Linked DNA regions of Mus musculus: all the other regions are linked to region 1. Evidence: chromatin contacts called from public Hi-C, HiChIP or PLAC-seq and promoter capture Hi-C data. All regions are on one chromosome and are shown on one strand. Each heading gives the region's core, a stretch centred on a gene start, on an enhancer-like site or on the middle of the called end of the contact. The rest is flanking DNA. Distances are from core to core; before and after follow the strand shown. Region 1 holds the start of Klhl7 (kelch-like 7). Region 2 has its middle 22 kb from the start of Gm42228. Region 3 has its middle 41 kb from the start of Gm42228. Region 4 has its middle 34 kb from the start of Gm33476. Region 5 overlaps Fam126a (family with sequence similarity 126, member A).

Region 1 (2,681 bases), core at 109-2,608:
CTCTTCTGAAGGTCAGGAGTTCAAATCCCAGCAACCACATGGTGGCTCACAACCATCCGAAACAAGATCTGACTCCCTCTTCTGGAGTGTCTGAGGACAGCTACAGTGTATTTACATATAATAAATAAATAAATATATTTAAAAAAAAAAAAAAAAAAGTTGGGTGAGCAGGGACAGGAAGATCTGGAAGGATCTGAGGGAGAGGAAAAATATGATTAGAATATATTTAATTTAAAAGTTATCTTAAATAAAACATGTTGAAAGGGGGCATCATATATATATGACGTCTAAAACTTCCAAAAGGATTTTCTCACTGTGCTGTGGTCCACCAACTTGATGCTCCCACCAGTGTATCTGGTAAACGCCTTGATTAACTTTCTTCCCCCACCTCCTGCAGATAAATATATTTATCTAATCTCTTTTATAAAGAAACATACTGTCCAGGATATGTTCAATCCCTTTTTAGGCCATTGCTGACCCTATGCAGCTTAAAATAATTTATTTAATTTTCTTTTAAGCAGTTATTGTTTTAGATCAACAGCGGTCTAGATCATTTTACATAAAACTTCTGTCTAGTTCTTCATACATCTAGGTAGAAAACTGAGGCTATGTAGAAAGTTCATTACTAGAAATAACGACTTCAGTCCTGTGTATTCCTAAACAGCAAAATAAAAAACTCATTATGAACATGTTTCTGTGAGTTCTAGGACTGAGTTCTGTATTCCAGTAGAACTGCCCGGGGAAACCTCAATAAAGTTGGCTGGAACTAACACCTGCTCTCTAGTTTTTTGGTTTTTTTGATTTTGTTTTTTTCCCCAGACAGGGTTTCTCTCAGTAGTCCACCACTCTCTGCCTCCACCACCACCATCACCCACCAGATCTGTTTTAATGAGAAAGACAGCCTACTAAACAGGCAGGCATGTCACGGAGAGGAGAAATCGACAGGACAATGGTTTTGCTTTCTGAATCTCAAACAAGTAACTCTTGTGCTTATCCTAAATAACCTTTGCCTTGCAGTATGCAATTTTCCTGTAATAGTTACTGAGCGCCTACAATGAGCCCCAGTCTGAAAAGGCAGTGAAGAACTGACCCTGTTCTCAGGGAGCTTACGCCATAGGGAGACGTCTTAGTTTGTTCTATTACACAATTATCCAAAATAGATCATCACGAAATCTAAACCTGGGAAGTCGGCCTTTGGTAGAAGAAAAGCACACGCGAGCTTGGATCAGGCCGAAGGGTACCCACTGTTGAGGACGCCGCACCGCGCGACGCAGCCGGTTGCTAGGGCGTCGCGTGGCTGTGACGCACTGCCCCGCCCCCTCCTCCTTAGAGCGCACCCCCCCCGCCCGACCCAGTGCGCATGCTTGGGACTCCCTTCGCTTGCAACCGTGGCCGAGTTGGCTTCGTCTCGTCCTCCTTCGGCTTTCCCGCAGTTCTCCGAGCTCCGCCGCCGAAGCCGTGCTCCAGACTGCCGCGTGTGGCGGGCAAACTGTCGCCGCGAACCCGCAGAGGGCAAAGAGAGGATGGCCACCTCCGGCGTGGAAAAGAGTAGCAAGAAGAAAACTGAGAAGAAACTTGCGGCTCGCGAAGAAGCCAAGCTGCTGGCGGGGTTCATGGGCGTCATGAACAACATGAGGAAACAGGTGCGGGGCGGTGCGGGGTGGTGCGGGGCGGTGCGGGGCGGTGCGGGGCGGTGGGCAGGGGTCCGGCGGAGGCTGGCGGCGGGGCCGGCGCCTTGGCTGACGGCCTGCTCCGCCACGGGGCTTCCGAGGCCCGCTCGACGGGGACTCCTGCGGCGGGCGGGGGGCCTCCGGGGCGGTTGTGTAACCGGTCTCATCCAGTTCCCCGTGAGGCCTGGAGCCTTCCCTTACCGTGCGGTGTCATCTGGAGCTCTCGGAGGGAGGCTCCCGCCCCGCCGCCCTGTCACCCAAGTGGCACGAGTTGATAAATCACCTGTCATTTAGGGCGACGCCAGTCACCAGTAAATAGCAGTTTTCTAAGGGTTCTGGCGCCACTGTTAACCAAGAGGATCTCTTTGTGCTGTCTTTGATTTTGCCGTGTATTGGAGAAACCGCAGCATTTGGTTGAAAGGTGGGTTATGAAAGGCACGGCTTAACGATGGAGACGGTAGATAGGTGTTTGATAGAATTAACTAGATTATAACCTCCAATAGACCGGTAAGCAGGGGAACACCACTTGGTTGGTTTTTGGTTCCGTGAGTTTTACTTGGTAGAGAACACATTATGGATTCTGGGGATGTTTGTCAGTTTGTTGACTCTGAAATCTGTTTTTCAAGAGGACAAAGCACTACAGATAAGCTTGAGTGATTAAAAAACCTAATTCGGCTTTCTGACGCTTTTGCTGTGAGTATGGGCAGCAGAAGAATCTTAAGATTTATTTCGGAAGATACCAACTCCTGATTTCTTAAGGCCAAACACTGGTCGCAGCAGTCTTCTCTTTGTTCACAAGATGGCACACTGCTCTGGTTGTAGCGGATAGATACTATGTTTTCAATGCCTATATCTTTCCTGGTTTTTATGCTGAAATAGCTGTGAATGGCTGGCTTCTTTATTAAAATGCATCTCTTTTCATATTTGTGTTCTTTTTGTGTAACCTTTTTGAGATCTACAGAATTGATGATTTGAGATTGCAAGTGTCTTTGATGTGTACCTCTAGTGGTA
Region 2 (2,681 bases), core at 117-2,616, 230 kb before region 1:
ATTAGAAATACACAACTATTTCAGAGGTACTCAGCACAGGGAAGACAAGTCCTGCAAAGTCCTGAGGAGCCAAGTAGAGCTCTGAAGGAAGGTGAGGCACAGGGGGCAAGAGGTAGGAGCTGCTTATTATACAAATGGATGTACTGCCAGGCTACTAGAAACAAAGATGACAACCAAACAACAATGGTGGAAATACAGAGAACATTGGCTTCAGTCTTATTGTATGGGAGGGGATAAAAGCAGGCTTTGTGTACAGTACCCTACTGAAATCTCACAGTATCCTGATGAAATTAGTTCTGTAATTGTTCTTACTTTGCAGAGAGGCAGAGAATATGAAATAAAGTAACTTTGAAAGTTCACATAGGCAAAACATGGAGTGGGCATACCCTTTCTATTGAGCTACCACTTATGTATTCCTCTGTCCATTTATCATCTGAATACACACCTCTACATATTGATCTTTCATCTTGTTCATAAAGTTGATCTAGTGTTTTGTTGTTGTTGTTTGTTTTTTTTTTTTTTTTGGGCTTTTCAAGACAGGGTTTCTCTGTATAGCCCTGGCTATCCTGGAACTCACTTTGTAGACCAGGTTGGCCTCGAACTCAGAAATCCACCTGCCTCTGCCTCCCAAGTGCTGGGATTAAAGGTGTGCGCCACCACTGCCCGGCTAATCTAGTGGTCTTTATCTGAAAAATAAATTGAGAAAAGTGAATACTAATCATAAGCCCATAAGAAGAAACTGAATTAATCAGGGAGATGAGCAACATTGTCAATAGGTGAAGATGGCTCTTACTTGGGAATGACGTCATGTCTACTGGCAGCGTTCCCACCCCTGTTCTTCCCCATATACATAGGGAATTTATAATTTTGAAACAAATGCTGCAGGGATCCACTCTATTATCGTGACCAAAGAGTGGCCCATCCTCCTTGACACATTTGCCTCTCTTAAGTTTTTAGAGGTTTTGGGGGAGGAATTTACAAGATGGGAAGGAGTAATTCGTCTCCCAAGATGGTAGGATAGGCTATGCAGGTCCCATGGGCATGCTGCTTGCCCTTGCCCTTCTCAGATGGAGTCCCTGAAGTTTTAATAATCCATTTAACTGTACCAAGTTACCCTGCCTGCCCCCTGAAATGTGGTCAAGCCATATGAACTCAGCTGCAGCCCACTGTTTGTATGTACACTCGCAGACAGAATATTAAGATGTGGTTAGACACATGGCCTGGAAATAATAAACGAAACACCAACATAGGAAGAGTAAACAAAATGAGAGACCTCGCTGAGTTTGCATTGCCTTGGGTGTGCAGCCTCCAAAGAAGGCTTGCTGCCTCTCTAGGAAGCACCCCGCTGTGCACTGCTGGGGTTTTTACAGCCAACAGGGGAACTAGTTGATAAACCCTGTACAGAAATAGAACCTCTACAAGAAGTGAAACCAAGTTCCATCTGAGAATGAAACCACACCCAGTCACATGAGATGCCCGTGTTGTCACCTGGCTCAGGTCACAGGGGCCAATGGGCTGGTCCAGCTGCCTCACTGCTGTGTCCTTCTCTGCAAGGGGGAGGGGGAAACACTGAGACTTAGTGGACGGATGCTGCCTTTTCTGCTGACCTTGACACCGTGTGCTCCCTGGGCTTGTCCTGAGTGTCAGTGATGTGGACAGCAGGTTTGTCTGCAGACTAGCAATGGCCCTTTCAACCTGGGTGACAGCTGCAAAGGCAGCTGTAGTGGATGTGAGTGATCAGATTAGTAAAGTGAGAGAGAGAGAGTAGGTCACCTACAGTCCTTGCAGTGCTGATAACAGTGATGGTCACCGATTTGTCGCCAGCACAGTGACATGGGAAGGAAGATGGGGGGGGGTAGGAGAGGTGGGGGAAGAGGTGAATGGGAAGAATTCTTACTGTGTCAGGCGAATAGTCACCAACCTCATTCATCTCATTTAACTCTTACAATTCTAAGAAGCTAATGGTGCTTCCGTTTTACAAACTAGAAAACTGAGGCACACAGAGGGAAACTGCTTTCTCAGGATTGCAGAGGAAGAACATGATGGAGCCAAGCCTCAAAATCCAGGCCGTCTGACTCCAAAGCTTATGGCTTCTACCACCATTGAAGAAAAGATCCCCAAATTTATTTTCAAACCTGTAATAAACTTGAGCCAAAAAATTTACCCTGAAGTCCTTTAAAAGAAGTTAACAGAGAGAAGGAAAGTTTTCTTGACCCCAAGCAGAGGACACACTGAAGTCTCATGCGGCTTTTCTTATTCTGGATGATGTTGTTGAAGCTGCAGTACATCTAAATAAGAACTGTTTAGATAGAAAGCATGATAAGGGGTTCCAGTCTGCAAGGCGAGTATTTTAGACTCCTTAATAGCTTCCTTTATCTTGGCCATCAACTCACAGGCACTACAACTGCTCAAGTATAGGGTAGCCTGAAGTGTTCAGCTCTAAGTTGGCAATTAGAACACATTGCATCAGGAGCCATGCACGCTTTGTAAATGGAGGCAAAAGACAAGCTGTCAGATCATCCCACTGTCAGAGCATCCTGCTGCACTCACCGCTTTATTAGAACGCTAATTTCTACCACCACCATCAGCAATAATCAAAGGTCACGCTGGAGGGTAATATTTTGTGGAGAATGTAGGAAGTTATCACTGGCAAGAATTTAGAAATCTTTTCATTCGCTTGT
Region 3 (2,681 bases), core at 53-2,552, 210 kb before region 1:
CAGAAGAGCAGTCGGGTGCTCTTACCCACTGAGCCATCTCACCAGCCCCTCATTGGGTTTCTTACTCACAATTCAGACAGCAAATGGCCGAGGGCAGGAGCAGCCTGGAGTCCTGTCAGCTGGTTTTATTTGTTCTTCCAGAGAACAGCACAGCACTGCACGACAGTGCTCAGCTACAGACCAAGACAGACCTCAGGTGAACCCTGCATACTAGGCCATCAGGCAAAAGCTGGGAGACAAAGGCCATCTGCCTGCTCCACAGGACTGTCTCCACTGCACCTTCCCAAGGCCCACAGCCATGTCTCCTCCCCTGATGGTTATGTGCTTATTACTGATCTGATAACTCATTCCTGCACCTGCACAATGAACATATTGCACCTTTTAACAAAAAGAGTTAAGGTAAGGGGACATTGAGCAGATCTAGAAAAGATCTAGTTGTGGCTTGTTATGGTCAGTAGAGCCGAGAAGGGGCTGGAGAGCTGCCTCACAGTGACGAGTACTTGCAGCTTTTGCAGAGCACCACATGGGAGCTCATAAATGCCAGCAACTGCAGTTGCAGAGGATCCAACACCCTCTTCCTCACTCTTCTTCACCCTCCAAGGGCTCCCACACATTCACATGGTGCACTAGAACTCACACAGACACACGCTCATACAAGCACACATGCACATGCACACACAGACTCAAATAAATAAATGATTTAAAAAGAGTCCAAGTATCATGAGTTTCCCGTTGTAAGCTTACTTGAGATGGAGAGGGAGATTAGAATGGTGAGTGAAAATTTTGTTTCTTTCTTTCTTTGTTAAAGAAATTACTCTGATTTAGTTTAGGGCTTTGTGGAGTAGCCAGAAACATTCTTCGTGCATAAATGAAGGAACACACTCCTGCCTAATACAGTGCCTTGCACTTAGAGGACCCTTGACCAACTGTGGCTAACGATGAGACCAAGAATAGTTTCCATTCTGAAGGAACAGACTCCATTCTGTTCGACGAGTCTACCACAGTGAGAACAGATTTTAAAAGTTCACTGTATTCAGAAAGGGATTTCCAACTGAAGCGATACAAAGGTAGTTTCTGTGGAGGGTGAGTTTCTATTTGATTACGTTCAAGAGACCACACACAGTCAGAAAACCCAAGTCTCCTTTTGAGCCCCTGTTATCTGCAGTCAGGCATCGACAGGGTCACTGTGCATAATGAGTTTAGGTTTTGGTTTCGTTTAATACACTTCACTATCTAGTGAAGTAACACCATTTCCTTTCTAAGAAAAGGGGCGAGGTGCCCATTCAGCTCAGGAAGTGACAAATCGCCATCACTTCCCCCTTTTCTGTGTAATAGAGGCAAGTATGTGCCCATGGCAATGCAGTCATGCCAGAGGTATGGAATCACAATGGACTCAGTCTACCTAGGTGAGTCTAATTTCACACTGCCCTGGGCCTGAGGCTGGCTATCCATTGTTCTAGCCTCTGGGGACACCACAGACTGGGTTTCTGGGCAAGAGTCTGCTTTCAACTGCAAGAGGAACATTTTCTTCATGCTACCCTATCACATCCTATCCTGGACTGTGGCCAATGCCTCTAGCTCCAGCAGCTGCCATGGAATCATGACTGTCAAAAGCCAGTCTGCTGAGGATACCCACACAAATGGGTAGAACCTGCTGGCATCCCTATGCTGCCAAACCAACCAACCAACCAACCAACCAACCAACCAACCAACCAACCAACCAACCTTTCTGTCGCCCTTTCTCTCTCTTCTCTTTCTCGCTCCCTTCTTCTCTCTTTCTGGGTCAGGATCTCACCTTGTAACCCAGGATAGATTCAGATTCACAGTGTGCTAGATTACAGATACGCATATGCCACCATGCCCAGACTGACTATTGAACGTGTCCTTCAAATCTAAGCTAGTGTCCTATGTGCAGCCACAGCATTTCCAACTGCTGTGTAGATCTTTAGCTACTGCTTCAGGGACTGTCCATACATCCAGTATCTAGATTTAGATTTAACTATGTCTTGTTAGCATTTTGTCTAGGCTCCACCCAACAGTTCTCAATCTCAATCTTTCTCTCTCTGTTTCTACTACCCTCTCAACTCAACTCCCCTCCCCATGCCCCGAATAAACTCTACCCTACATTATACTGTTGTCATTGTGTGGCTAGTCCCTCAGTGGGAAGGGATGCCTCAGCATGGGCCCGCAGAGGAGTCCTCTTCCCCCACACCTGACTGCACATCCACCAAATGTAGTCCTTCTCTCCGTATATTTTTATACAGCACGTTTCTAATATTTTCCCTATTTGCTTTGTGTGTACATTTGCATTTTACCTATATTATTATAATATTATTATTGTTATTTGTGTGTGTGTGTGTGCCATCTCTCAAGCACCACCTTTGCATTTTTAATGTGGGGAATAGGTTGGAGGCAACCTGGTGCTTTTTTTTACTCCCTCAGAGGTCGTTTCTTGATAAGAACATTTCCCTTCAAACCTACAATGCTTGTTTCTCCTCTGCAATAATGTTAGTTCTTGGACACCGTTTGGGAACCTGCCCATATTCACTTTCTTTTATTGTGAGTTTGTGGTTGGAGAGATTTGTCATGTAAACTAGACAAGTGGAACTTGGGAAATTTTCACCTTTTCTTCTAGGGAGAAAAGGAAAATTCATTACTTCTTGTGAGGTTAAAGTCACTTC
Region 4 (2,681 bases), core at 118-2,617, 170 kb after region 1:
ACATAAACATGGTTATATTAAGACAAAACAAGATAGAGAATTTTGGAGCAGGGGCCGTGGATTGTCAGGGACCTAACTCCAGGGAAGGAGGGCCCGGACCCCACAGCCTTGTGCAAGGAGTCTCTGCTAGGGTAGGAGTCTGGTGCCACCTAGCTCAGCATAGTCACATAGCAGTCACATGACCTCTGAGACCCCAATTTCTGTAGCAGCAAAATGTCTAGTTGACTTCCAAGTCCTCTCATTCCAGACTTGAGAGGTATACTGTCTCTGTGTCCCTGGCTTGGCTTCTCCGTGTCAGCTGAGACCATGGTCCTATGGCCACCCTGTCTACCCTGAGGCTCCCATCCACATGGCCAGGCCTCCCCACCTCACCTGCTTCTTTGACCCCAACATGACAAACCACAGCATAGCAGTTCTCAGATCACCCCTTCCCAAACACTCCTGGGGAGGCCTTCGCACCACTAGCATCTGGGATTTCCAGTTTCTACTCCTGACTGGAAGACAAGAAGTTGTCTCCTTGGTTCTTTCAGCTGTGCTTTCTTTCTCCAAGGGTCTCTGCCATCTTGTCTCTGAGGCTTGTAGCCACACTTAGTCCAAAGAGTGAGTGGACTCAGGGCCGAGGGGGACCTAGAACCCAGGGAGCATTAAGTAGCCCCACTAGCAAAGGGTCCCCAAGGGAGAAGACAACCCATCGCCTGCAGTGGCCAGTGTGGATGGCAGCGTGTGTGTCAGGTGTGGCGAGTCTCTCTACCAATTCCAAACCTTGAAGAAAGCTGGTGGGAGCCATTTATCGGCCATTTCAGAGTTTGTTTGGGACTTTTGTTTTGCAGCAACGCCCCTTGATCAGTTTCCTGAGAACCGAGATTACAGGCCGGAGCCACCATACCCAGTCCTGTTTCAGGATTTTACCAGAGGTCGGCAGAAGGAAGTATTATAAGCTCGGCTACATTAAAGCCACTCCACCCACGCTCAAACCACCGCCAATCAATTCTGTATGAGCCGCTGCCGGGTCAGGCTCCCTGGGTGTTGATTTCCTGCTCCGGAGTATCAGTGAGTCATCAGCCGCCTCCTCTCCACTTTAACTGTTGCTCTGAGACCTGAGAGTCTGCAGAAGGGAGGTCACATGGCATCTTTATTTAGTAGCCGGTTCTCAACTGGCAGGAGGGGAAGGACAGCCAGACACTTCCTAGAAACAGCTCTCTCTCAATTTCCGGAGCCCACAGGAGCTGGGAAGCTCGATGGTGTCTTAAAGTCCTGGAGTCCATGTCAGGCCGCTGACGTTCAAGACTTGGGGTTCTGACTAAAGAATGGGCTGGGGCTGCTATGCAAATAGCTGGAAACAGACTTCCTGTGATTAGGGCTGTGTATCATGCGGCCACCAGATGGCGCCCAACACCTCAAACTGTCAACACCATTGGGCCAGGCTGAAGCCCTGTTAATCTGTCACAGATTAATGCTGAAGTGTTATGCCCCCAGGTGTGAGGCAGAAGGGTGACCAAATGTTGCAGAATTATCCTGGATTGATTTAGACCAAGTTCATGTGAATGTCACAAAAAAACACATTAATAACAACTTCCACGGGGGACTTTTACTTATATGTAAAACACAGGTCTGGCTAGTATAGGTCTCCCTCACAGCCTCCTAGCCCAGCATCTGAGCATCACACACCACATCTGAGAGGACAAAGGACAGCAAGGCCCTCACCTCAAGAATTTACAAGCACCTCTTGGGAAGACATCACACACCTATAATCTCTGCACTTGGGAGACTGAGGCAGGAGGATCACCACAAGTTCAAGGAGAGCCAAAGCTACAACTGTGACCCTGTTTCAAAAACCAAGCAAGGAGGTCCACAGATGTCATCTGTACCTATAAATCATGAATTGTAATTCCTACCCACATGGAGCCTCTTGGAACTGGAGTCCTGTGCACAAATATTGTTGAATTAAATAATTAATAATTAAGTCGCAGATACGGGTTTGCTATCTACCTCAATGGCTTGTGTTCCCAAATGAAACACACACACATGTCTTAATCAGCACAATAGCTGGGCTACTGCCTAACCTCCACTACTGATAGAATCTACCTTCCACCGATAATTCCGAGTTACAGCTTACTAAATTCTGTGTTCTACCTTGGCTGCTCTGGACTCAGAGGGCTGCCCAACTGGGCCGTGCTCTCCCGGCTCCTTCACGTGGCGGCCATGCCTCTCTGTCTTGCACTCTTCTCAGGCATGGTGTCTCCCTTCTCCACACTCTTCTAGCATGGCAGATCTTCCCTCTCTTCTTGTTCTCAGTCCCAGGCCTGGGAAATCCTAAAAGTCCTAGTTCAGTCTGCCACGTCCTGCCCAGCCATTGGCTGCCAGCATCTTTATTTACCAATCAGAACCAACTAGGGGCAGGGTTCCTCAGTGTCTTACCTGTGGACATGCAGACTCTCTCAAGCAAGCAATTTTGGGGACCCAAATTAGCATTATAATACAAGCAGTATAGCCAAACCCACTACATTTCTCACATTTCAATTAAAAAGGCTCTTTTCTCTCAGATATAAATTGAACACGATTACAACAATTATGCAAATTATAAGGTTGATATCCACTTATAATACCCAGTCCATCATCTTTGTCAATTTAAATTAATTATTCTATCATCTATCCGAACTTAAAGGTACAGGTACAATTCT
Region 5 (2,681 bases), core at 117-2,616, 130 kb before region 1:
CAAAAAACCAAAGAGAACAAAACTGGATGATTGAATGGTATAACTTAAGGCAAACACGCACACTGTCAGTCCCTTCATTTACAATCCTGCGGCAGCACAGGAGCCCAGTGAGCATCAGTTCACTTTCTGTATTTTCACACACATTTTACATGGAATATGAAACACATTTTTTTCACAAAGGAAAACAGAATGCCTTTTAAAAATATTGTGACCAACTAAGTTTACATAAACTTTAGGTAAAAGCTCCCAAATTATAGGCAAAAACTCTGTCTCTTGTCAACAATGATAACCAAAGTAATTAGAAAGTCCCCTTTGTACACTTCAAATCTTATTTTTTATTAGACTACATCCAGTCTGACTTAATAATCAACCATGATAATTAAGGTACTGCTTATTCAATCATGCCTTGGTGCTTAGCAACCCTTCTTGTCTCACACACTCAGAATCTCAAATATCAGTAACATTTATGTGCTTAAGGTAGAATTAAGCAGTCCATTTCTTCAGGTTCCTATTGAGACTATACATTTTGATGTGCTACAATGAAGAAAAATGAAAACAAGATATGAAAAGCCAACTGGTTCTCAGTTTACCCTGAAAACAGCCTCAGTAATTCAAACAAATGAACAAAACTCATAACTAGTAAATATCTATCAAGATAACTTTATTCTGTGCCTTAAATATAAAAGGTTTTAAAGATCTTAAGTAAATATCTATAATAAGTAGTAAAAATAACATAAATATGTGAAAAATAGACCAGTGGTGAAATTTAAACTCCATAACAACAGACAAAACAACCAAAACCAAGAACACTGTATACCCATTAAGATGTAGCACACAAATCTGTTGAGAAGAATGATTTTGTTTGCGGAGCTAGAATCGTCAAAGCCTTATGAATTTTGCTGAAGTCTGCTAAACAGCATGCCACAGTAAAAGAACAGAGGCCACAGCTGCACGATCCAGGGAGGCCGAGCTTCACTGACATCTGCCATCCTGGAGCCTTCCAGGTGCCCATTTTCACCACAGCAACCTGATTCATCCATAGGATGAAGTAGTTTGGGCACTACACATCTTGAGCTCCCAGGTGACTAGCATGCAGCTGTTTAGAAATCAACGCTCTGCTCTGAATCCTTCACAGTTTGAAAGTGGATTCCCACCCGGGCCCTGCCTGCCACGGCTAGCCACAGGGAACACTTTCCATCTCCTTGAAGCTCCTGTTGCCCCGCATCCATGATCCTAGCCTGATCATGTCTGATTTGCCTCACATACCAAGTTCCCCATTCTCAGGCAGGCTGAGGCTAGTGGGCTTTGGAACCCCGCTGTTCCTGTGTGTGGAACCAGCTAAGCCTACCCCCACTTTCCAACAGCTATTTTCAAAAGTAAGGGCAAATCGGTTCTTATCATGGTGTGTGGCAGAGGTTATAGCAACACAGAGTAGTCACCATGACACTGTTGGGTGGCAGCCAAGACTCGTTCACTTATACTGTAGAAACCACGTCAAGAAAGAAAATTACAAAGACATTCAGTTCAGAGGGAGAATAAAAAATGTTGGCAGTTACCAGGGCATAAAAACAAAAACAACAACAAAACAAATAAAAACCAACCAACCAACCAACCAAAAAAAATCTCCAAAAGTAACTAATATTTAAGCTTTATAAAAAAAAATTTTTTTAAGATACATATAGGTGTTCTAACAGAATAAGGGATACTCAACAGCACTTTTTTTTAAAGCACATTCTTACATATTACTCTATAATATTCTCAAAACAACATGGTAGTGAGACTCTGAAGTGGACCATTTAATTAATCCCCATTTGCTAAGAGGAAACTGCAGTTCAGAAAGCACTAGGTAAAGAAATGAGACTTTTAGTTTCAAATGTCCATCCATCCACACAGTGAATTCTAACTCAATTTGTCAGAACCAGCCTGACGCAAACATTCTCTAACATCTCCCAACAATGTTTAATTTATCTGTCTAGATTCTTGGTCACTTCAAAGAAGGCAAATAATTTACTGTGGCTGAATAAAGAGTCACAGTAAAAACACTCTAGAAGAATACCTGAAGAATTTATAACTCAAGGTCAGTTTGTTTTTATTTTTAATTGGTTTTATTTGTGAAAACATGCTGATGGAAGTTAATGGTTTAAAAATGTTGATTCGCCAATAGAAATTTGCAGGGAGTCAGAAATGGAAGAAGGGTATTTGTAAAGCGAAGCTAGCAGATGAATTGTTAGTCACTCTCAGGACAGAGGTCAGGGGCTGAGCAGAGAGGAAATCATGAAATTAAATGTAACAATAACCTCCAATTAAATTAAATGTGGTTGTTCTAAGGGAACTGAAATGTCTGCGTACTCAGTAAACTAAACAAAAAGAAAAACATGTTATTCTGGAAACAGCAAGAAAGAAAAGACAACTCTTAGGAAGATTAGACAGTGGAGAAACATGATTATATAACCCAAGTATTTAGTACATAATCCTTTCCTTAATGTCTCTTCAGCATTTTCTACTGTGAGACTCTTGTGCCTGAGTCCCTTGTTCCCCAGCGTGTTGGACTGGCCTCCTGGGCTTCCCCAATAGCTGGAAGGCACATCTTACTTCCTCAGAAACCTCGTCAATGAAGACTTCCCTGTCGCCCCATCAAAAGTCTCAACATCCCTACATTTCATATGCCTTCTCTTCTATTC

What was found. Promoter capture Hi-C pulls out the DNA fragments that hold promoters and counts their contacts. A called contact is a pair of places that touch in the nucleus more often than the background predicts. HiChIP or PLAC-seq counts read pairs in DNA pulled down with a chosen protein or histone mark.
Region 2: a promoter capture Hi-C map of trophoblast stem cells shows a contact between it and region 1, with 4 times the contacts expected there. The contact joins the enhancer-like site here to the promoter of Klhl7 in region 1. A contact is called at or near these places in 13 of 39 promoter capture datasets (the C10 cell line, the HPC-7 cell line, cranial neural crest and 6 more), 1 of 15 datasets of contacts at CTCF or cohesin (the NIH/3T3 cell line), 1 of 484 Hi-C or Micro-C datasets (bone marrow-derived macrophages), 16 of 115 datasets of contacts at active chromatin or transcription factors (SST interneurons, bone marrow-derived macrophages, cardiomyocytes and 12 more) and 4 of 9 other capture datasets (adipose tissue, liver, macrophages and 1 more).
Region 3: a contact with region 1 is called in an H3K4me3 HiChIP or PLAC-seq map of bone marrow-derived macrophages, with 5 times the contacts expected there. The contact joins the enhancer-like site here to the promoter of Klhl7 in region 1. A contact is called at or near these places in 15 of 39 promoter capture datasets (the 3T3-L1 cell line, the HPC-7 cell line, HPC-7-derived erythroid cells and 11 more), 1 of 15 datasets of contacts at CTCF or cohesin (large pre-B cells), 2 of 484 Hi-C or Micro-C datasets (bone marrow-derived macrophages and erythroblasts), 10 of 115 datasets of contacts at active chromatin or transcription factors (SST interneurons, bone marrow-derived macrophages, cardiomyocytes and 7 more) and 3 of 9 other capture datasets (adipose tissue, embryonic stem cells and liver).
Region 4: a Hi-C map of muscle stem cells shows a contact between it and region 1, with 4 times the contacts expected there. The contact joins the enhancer-like site here to the promoter of Klhl7 in region 1. A contact is called at or near these places in 4 of 39 promoter capture datasets (the 3T3-L1 cell line, 3T3-L1-derived adipocytes and pre-B cells), 8 of 484 Hi-C or Micro-C datasets (CD4 T cells, the HL-1 cell line, the N1E-115 cell line and 5 more) and 4 of 115 datasets of contacts at active chromatin or transcription factors (effector CD8 T cells, embryonic stem cells and pancreatic cancer cells).
Region 5: a promoter capture Hi-C map of 3T3-L1-derived adipocytes shows a contact between it and region 1, with 2.9 times the contacts expected there. The contact joins the enhancer-like site here to the promoter of Klhl7 in region 1. A contact is called at or near these places in 1 of 39 promoter capture datasets (3T3-L1-derived adipocytes), 2 of 484 Hi-C or Micro-C datasets (bone marrow-derived macrophages and stem cell-derived neural progenitor cells), 3 of 115 datasets of contacts at active chromatin or transcription factors (bone marrow-derived macrophages and embryonic stem cells) and 2 of 9 other capture datasets (adipose tissue and pancreatic islet).

The regions. Positions count from the first base shown.
Region 1 is chr5:24,099,232-24,101,912 of GRCm38.p6, forward strand. It overlaps Klhl7 (kelch-like 7), which reads left to right and starts at 1,359. Exons shown (of 11, transcript NM_026448.3): 1 at 1,359-1,643. The coding sequence starts at 1,524.
Region 2 is chr5:23,873,200-23,875,880 of GRCm38.p6, forward strand. It overlaps the pseudogene Gm9534. Among named protein-coding and RNA genes, the nearest start is that of Gm42228, 22 kb to the left of the region's middle. Within about 2 kb of position 1,367, at least 62 of the 459 cell types and tissues checked have an H3K27ac peak or open chromatin away from gene starts, as enhancers often do. A contact at or near this core is called in bone marrow-derived macrophages, pancreatic islet and trophoblast stem cells, where this site is marked.
Region 3 is chr5:23,893,134-23,895,814 of GRCm38.p6, forward strand. No RefSeq gene overlaps it. Among named protein-coding and RNA genes, the nearest start is that of Gm42228, 41 kb to the left of the region's middle. Within about 2 kb of position 1,303, at least 114 of the 459 cell types and tissues checked have an H3K27ac peak or open chromatin away from gene starts, as enhancers often do. A contact at or near this core is called in the HPC-7 cell line, adipose tissue, bone marrow-derived macrophages and 6 more, where this site is marked.
Region 4 is chr5:24,265,449-24,268,129 of GRCm38.p6, forward strand. No RefSeq gene overlaps it. Among named protein-coding and RNA genes, the nearest start is that of Gm33476, 34 kb to the right of the region's middle. Within about 2 kb of position 1,368, at least 281 of the 459 cell types and tissues checked have an H3K27ac peak or open chromatin away from gene starts, as enhancers often do. A contact at or near this core is called in the HL-1 cell line, the N1E-115 cell line, Th1 cells and 8 more, where this site is marked.
Region 5 is chr5:23,966,510-23,969,190 of GRCm38.p6, forward strand. The region is part of intron 10 of Fam126a (family with sequence similarity 126, member A); the gene reads right to left. Among named protein-coding and RNA genes, the nearest start is that of Fam126a, 63 kb to the right of the region's middle. Within about 2 kb of position 1,367, at least 17 of the 459 cell types and tissues checked have an H3K27ac peak or open chromatin away from gene starts, as enhancers often do. A contact at or near this core is called in 3T3-L1-derived adipocytes and stem cell-derived neural progenitor cells, where this site is marked.